2 separate regions of the Zea mays genome follow, and region 2 is linked to region 1. Evidence: chromatin contacts called from public Hi-C data. All regions are on one chromosome and are shown on one strand. The core of a region is the stretch at or near the end of the contact, and the rest is flanking DNA. Distances in the headings are between cores, read along the strand shown. Region 1 has its middle 49 kb from the start of LOC103626241. Region 2 holds the start of LOC100384416.

Region 1 (3,168 bases), core at 566-3,065:
GAGACGCCACCTAGATCAAGTCGAAAGCCTCAGTGTTAGGCGACTCCTCTTCGACCACCTGTTCTTCTCCTGTGGGGGGTGTGAGACAGCAAGGGTGAGCTCACACATGTTTATCGCTCAACAAGTTGTGGGGAATAATGTGCATGAACTCACCAAAGGTGGGAGTTCATGTGAAGTGTAAGACAAATCAATATAATAAAGGCTGAAGCTGAGCATTGCTTTTATAAGTTGGTCAAAATTTTATTAGCAGTTACTAAGTGTAAGTGAATACCAAACCATAGTAATAATAAGTAAAAGTAACAATAAAATAATCCCAATGCATGCGAATGACAACTTGAATTTAATTCCATAAATTAAGCATGTGTGTCCGAGCTGCTCATGACCGCGAGCATGGCTAGTATACCAGTTTTACAATCTGCAGAGGTTGCGCATCTTTACCCACAAGTCATGTTACCCATCTGCCAAGAGACGACCAATCCCATACACCTCTACCGAGGAGGCGAGGCAGGGTAACACTACGAGGCCTTTACAAAGTTCCACTAGCTTCAGAAAACCCGCTACAGTTTCTAGGAAGCTCCAATGCAGGGATCCCTCACCTGACCGCCATCGCAGCAAAATCAACCTAAGGACCTTCCTACACTGACCACTCCCTTACTGCCCTTGCCCCTTTCGGGTAAGGTAGTCCTCCACTAGCTTTCCTAATTAGTCAGCCAAGGGCGTCCCATACCACGCTTGTGGTAGCACTGTTTTCCCGGGTGGTTCTCCATGTTCCAATTAACATAATGATCTTATCATGAACCATAAATAACAAATGATAATAAAAGTATAATCATGAATAGTGTGTATCTCTATACCCAAAACCACATAAAACAATAGCAGGTACTACCCAAAAATTCAGTGGTAAACAAGGTATAAAGATAGTCAAACTAGGGTAACCAATTTGGTCCCATCAAAATTAACCTATGCACATCATTATGATTAAACAGAACATGACTGGGGTAAAAAGAAAGTGATCAAGGGCACAACTTGCCTTCAACGAGCTCCTGCTCAGCAGTCTCTACCAGCTGAAGCCCTGGATCCTCTATGGCTTGCTCGTCTACTCACATCAATACAAACATACATAGTATATAGCGGAAATTAACATCACACCAAACATTTAAACAAAATACATAATAATAATCTACACATTAAAATAAGATTTTAGGAACAAGAATCATTAATTTTGGAGTTCCAGATTTTAAGTTATGAATTTCCAAAGGTTTTATGTATTTGACATAAGATTAACTAAGAAATAAATCTTATTACTGTTTTCATGTCAGAACAGAGACACTAGGTGATAAACAATAATATTACAAAATTTTAGAAACTGAGAATTAATTTGTACTAAGCATTAATTTTCTACAAATTAAACAAGTTCTAGCATTTATTTATACATTGAAAATCCATTTCTATTATTAATTTCATATTTTCAATACTCTCTGGATTGGGCACCAATTTCTAAAGAGTACAAGGGCTCTGGCGCAAATGTTACTAAGACTCAGGCGACCCCTTTTACGGACGGTGAGTTGATAACTGTAAATTGTAAGGGTTCATATGATAATGCGCAATCGCGAAGAGGTACGGTTGAACACGGGTCGTTGGATCCAATATCTGCGCTCCAGATTAGACTTCACGCTAGTTATTCATCTGCGCTCAGCCCTAGTCGTCAGATCTGGAATTCACGATTCTGGTTTAATGACTCGAAGGGGTACGCCAAGATTCGATCTAGGCCATCCATCTAAGATCTACGGTTCGCACTCTCTCGACCATTCATCCAATCGTGACCGTTAGACATGAGATGAACGGTCCACCGTTCTTCTTCAACCTCCGGTCAGCCCGCCATGACATCGTCCGCGCGCTGCGCGGCGAACGCACCCCACACCAAGCGCCACCCACCGCGCAACTCTGCCGGTGAGGCCTAGACCCTGCGCACGCATCCCATTCCGCCCCTACGAATTGGCAAAGCACACGGAGAGGAAGCATTGCTCACCGAGATCTGGCGCGACAGGAGGAGCGGCCCGCCCCTGTTGACCAGCGACCCGGCCGAGGGTATGGACACCGGCGATGACACCAGGTGGCCCAGGGATACCGCGCTCGATCGGTACGGCCACAAAACTGGAAGACCACGCAAGGACCCCTCCCTTCGATTGCTCGACCCTCACTGCACGGCGATGAAGAACTCATGACGGCGCTGGAGTCACTCGGGGTCACCAGGTAAAGGGATGGCGGCCTTGCCCCGCGATCATATAGGGCCGGCTGGTTGGGTTATTGGAGCGTGTGGCGCCAGGAGTTATCGTGCAGGTGGTTGAGCTCAAGCCGTCTGGCCATGGTGTGGCGGAGACTGACAAGTTGGCCCCATGCTCCAGAAACGCGGACTCCGCGCAAGCGTGGGAGAAAAATATGCTGGCGAGTGGGCCCCATTTAGCCGCGACACGGCGTGGGCGCGAGAAATAGCCGTGGTGCAGGCCCCGCTGGTCAGCGTAGCAGCGTGAGGGAGGGAAAGTGGGTTTGGGCCAGCAGAGGCAGGGAAGTGGATGGGCCAAATGGGTGGCAGCCGGCCCGTTTCGCAATAGTTTTGTTTTCCTTTTTCTTTTCTTTCCCTTTTAAACTTTCAAATTCATAAATTCAAATTCCATTCAAATTAAAACTTAGTGGTTCATTTATTTCCTCATAAAATGTACATCCTAAACATGGTATGAGGAAATTTTATTTATTTATTTTGATTTTTTTATTTTGTGGTAACTAGTGCTCTTCTCCTCTAATTCCAAAATTCCAATTTAAGTCTTACTTCCAATTCGAGTACTAATATTTTTTTTACATTATTTTATATTGTCACAAAATGCACACAAAGTGAAAACTCAGCATGATGCATAATTTAGTGGTATGTCTTTTATTAATCAATTTTTCTTTTAAGTGAGGTGTTCACATGTGATGGTAAATAAAGAGTGCACATACAATAAGGAAATAATTTCTCCTTTAGTAATCTTACAATTTGGGTATTACAAATCCTACTCCCCTTAACAAGAATCTCGTCCTCGAGATTTAGGAAGGACTAGAGAGAAGATGGGGAAAATCTATGCGAATCTCTTCTTCTCTCTCCCAAGTAGCTTCATCTTCTCCATGATGACT
Region 2 (3,587 bases), core at 262-2,761, 200 kb after region 1:
AACCGCGGGCAAGGATGTACTTTTGCTTGTAAAAACCTTGTTACTGGAGCTATGAATCATTTTCTACCCAAGCGCCACTAAAACTCCACAGTAAAGTTGCTCCATCCTACAGTTTTGGAACAGAGCTGCTCCAAAGTAGAGCAGAGTCATGCCAAACAGGCCCTAAATATCCTGCAATTAATTCAATACAGTTTGGTTCTATACTTTACATGTTAAAAATTGCCACACATTTTAAGCCACACTTGACTAAAGTTAGGCACTTAAATTATGTGCCACAGTTTGCCACGCCTAAGGAAATATTGTCACACTTTTACAAGTTTATGCAGCGGGAGAATAGTCTTGGCTAAACTGTGGCTATAAACCAAACACATGCCTACCTTGGTCAAACTTGCCTAAACTTAGGCGTGAGGCAGCGAACCAAACATGCCCATTGATATCATTGTTAGAATGGGCTCAACATTTCAACATACCCGTACATCCAAAAATGCACTGCATAAATTCTCATGCTTGAGTTCAAAATATATCTTAGGTATCCTCCAAATACACACAAAAGAACAAGACCTTAGATCGCAATTCCACATCAACTACATAGTGCATGAAGCGCAGCTTCATTTCAATTTCACTAGGCAGGTTTTACCAAAACTACTATCAATGGGATCTAGAAAAACGAAACAATTAAACAACCAAAACTCCACAGCATGCAAAATACTAAAAATGAGGAGCAATATTCGCATAACTTACTCGCCAAAGTGTTGTACTCTAAGCCGTTTATTCTGCAGGTCTCTGTCTTCATCCTCTTCGTCCAGGTTGCCCCACCCAACCTCCACACTGCCACCCGCATGGGAGGCGTCTAGGATACCACCCAACATGTCTCGGAACCTGAGAGAAGGGATAGATTGTCCGCCCAAGGCCGTTTTCGCATCATGCGAGCTACCAGCGGCGTCGGGGTTCCACTCCGGCAGAACCGCCGTCCAGTTATGTGAGCTGGGAGCGGGCTCCTGCCGCGGCGGGAGGTGCCAGCTTCGCCACCCCAGCGATAGCGCGAGTTCCAGCTCCTCTCGCACCTCCTCATTCCCATCTTCCTCGTCACCAGTTCCACCCCCAACGCCCTGCACGCCCTTCATCCGGCCCTCATTCGCCATGCCCTCAGGCCAAAAGATCAAAACCAAACCCTAGAGCCATCCCAGCGCCACTTCCGGCCAGACAGACCCGAACGCTCCTCCCCCACGCGTAACACTATGGAACTCACCGATTTGACACCACGGTACGGTGAACTCCACCGGATTCGGTCGAATCGACCTGGCCCAGCCACGCACGGACACCGGTAGTGCTGGCGCGCACGAAACAGGAACGAGTCCTCGGCGAGGTGGGCGGGGACTACGTCTCGTCGCGTCCGTACACGTATGCTCGAGTGGTGCCGCACCAGCAGGGCGGATCTGCGCGGCGCAGAGACGACGGTGGTGGCGGCAGGCTAGGGAGGTAGATCAGGGAAGGGTGAGAGGGACGGCTCGGATCGAGGGGGTGATGCGGCGCGGCCATATTATATGGTTCGGTACACTGACGGGTAGGGCCCGGGGCATCGGGGCCAGATGCCAGTGGAGTAGTTTTCTGCTGGACCGTGTTCTTGCTTAGGCTTTGCTATTGGAAAAAATTTTGCTGCAGCGGGCTGTAAACCAGAATATTTACAGTCTGTCTCACAAAAAGGAGAATAGACCCCACCTACAGGTTTATCAGGTAACGTTTTAATTGTGTTGTTGCACCTGTAGGTAGGGTATATCCTCTTTTTTGTGAGGGACTGCAAACATTCAAATTTGCAGACGGCTGCACCAATTTTTTTTCCCGGTGCACTCTTTTTTTATTGTTTGTTAGTACTAATACCATGAATAGGATCGTTCCACTAAATTTAAGCAATAGACTTAAGATACATCATATAATTTTAGATGGAGTGATTCTTTAAACCAAATAACTTTAATTTTTCCCTTTATCGCACTATGCAGATACCTCACCTCATCACCTACTTTCTTCCTTCCATAACGGTTCTCTCTAAATAATCGCTCTATAACCTACTATTACTATCATAAAATGTCATTTTTCATACATATCTCTACTACTCTATATAATGGTAGAGTGGGCGTCCACCTTTTTTGGTGAAGCACGCCCCCGCCTCTGTCTCCCGCAATCGTCTCTCACTACCGCGATCCCCGCCCGTCCATCCCACGCCCGCGTCGTCACGTCCGCCATCTCCTCCTCGTCTGCAGTCCTCAGAAGGTGAAAGGGAAATGTGCCCTTGGGCCATTTCTATAATGTTTTGGTGATTAAGTGTCCAACACATAGTAAGTGAGTTCATATGTGCCAAACAAATAAAAAGTGCAAATCATATAACAAGGTATGTTTCTAGACTTAGTCATTGTTTTGAGTACTAATGTATTTTGTCTAAGTGCTAGAAATAGGAAGAAAAGAATTGGAAAAAGACTTGGCTCTGTGCAGCCAACTCCAGCTCGGCTTGGCACACTGGACTGTCCGGTGGTGCACCGGACAGTGTCCGGTGCGCCAGGCTGGTCCGCGTGAAAAGGCCACTCTCAGGACTCGACGGCGGCGTACGGCTATAATTCACCGGACCGTCTGGTGGTGCACCGGACTGTCCGATGAGTCATCAGCGGCGAACTCGTCGCCCTCGGGAAAAGCAAAAAGGCGACGTGGCTATAATTCACCGGACTGTCCGGTGGTGCACCGGACTGTCCGGTGAGCCAACGGTCGCCAGCGCAACGGTCGGTCCAGCAATCCGCGGGCGACACGTGGCCCGCAGCAACGGTCAGTTAGGGCACACCGGACTGTCCGGTGTGCACCGGACAGTGTCTGGTGCGCCAACCGATCCCGAGGACCAACGGTAGGATGTGCCAGAAAAGGAAGGAGATCGCGCACCTGACAGCTACAGTAACTGTCCGGTGCACCACCCGACAGAAGGCAAGTTTGGCCTTCCAAGTTGGCCTCCAACGGCTCCTAGCTGCCTTGGGGCTATAAAAGGGGCCCCTAGGCGCATGGAGAAGTACCCCAAGCATTCACTAAGTATTCTAAGGCATTCAGACTCTGCTCCCGCGCATTCGCTTTGTTGTGTTAGAGATTTGAGCTCCATTCGAGTCGCGAACTCCCTGTGTTGTCATTTGAGCTCGAGTCTTCACTTGTGTGCGTGAGTGTGCTGCGTATTTGAGTCTTGTGTGTGTTGCTCTTCCCAACCTTACTCTGTGCTTTCTTTGTGATCTCAATTATAAGGGCGAGAGACTCCAAGTTGTGGAGATTCCTCGCAAACGGGAAAATACTCTAAGGAAAATATCGTGGTATTCAAGTTGATCATCGGATCACTTGAAAGGGGTTGAGTGCAACCCTCGTCCATTGGGACACCACAACGTGGAAGTAGGCAAGTGTTACTTGGCCGAACCACGGAATAAAAAACGTGTGTCTTGTGTTGATCTCTCTGTGATTGTTTTTGTTCACAAGAACTCGCTTCAAGCTACTTAACCGTACTAACACTCATAACGAAGTTTTGTGGCTATTAGTGTTTGATTTTTACGGGATCACTGTTGGGGACT

What was found. A called contact is a pair of places that touch in the nucleus more often than the background predicts.
Region 2: a Hi-C map of leaf shows a contact between it and region 1, with 5 times the contacts expected there. The contact joins the promoter of LOC100384416 here to the enhancer-like site in region 1. A contact is called at or near these places in 2 of 25 Hi-C or Micro-C datasets (leaf and tassel).

What each region holds. Positions count from the first base shown.
Region 1 is chr5:37,306,601-37,309,768 of Zm-B73-REFERENCE-NAM-5.0, forward strand. No RefSeq gene overlaps it. Among protein-coding and RNA genes, the nearest start is that of LOC103626241, 49 kb to the right of the region's middle. Within about 2 kb of position 1,816, at least 17 of the 20 cell types and tissues checked have an H3K27ac peak or open chromatin away from gene starts, as enhancers often do. A contact at or near this core is called in leaf and tassel, where this site is marked.
Region 2 is chr5:37,505,432-37,509,018 of Zm-B73-REFERENCE-NAM-5.0, forward strand. LOC100384416 reads right to left here and starts at 1,512. Exons shown (of 18, transcript NM_001362362.1): 1 at 742-1,512. The coding sequence starts at 1,142.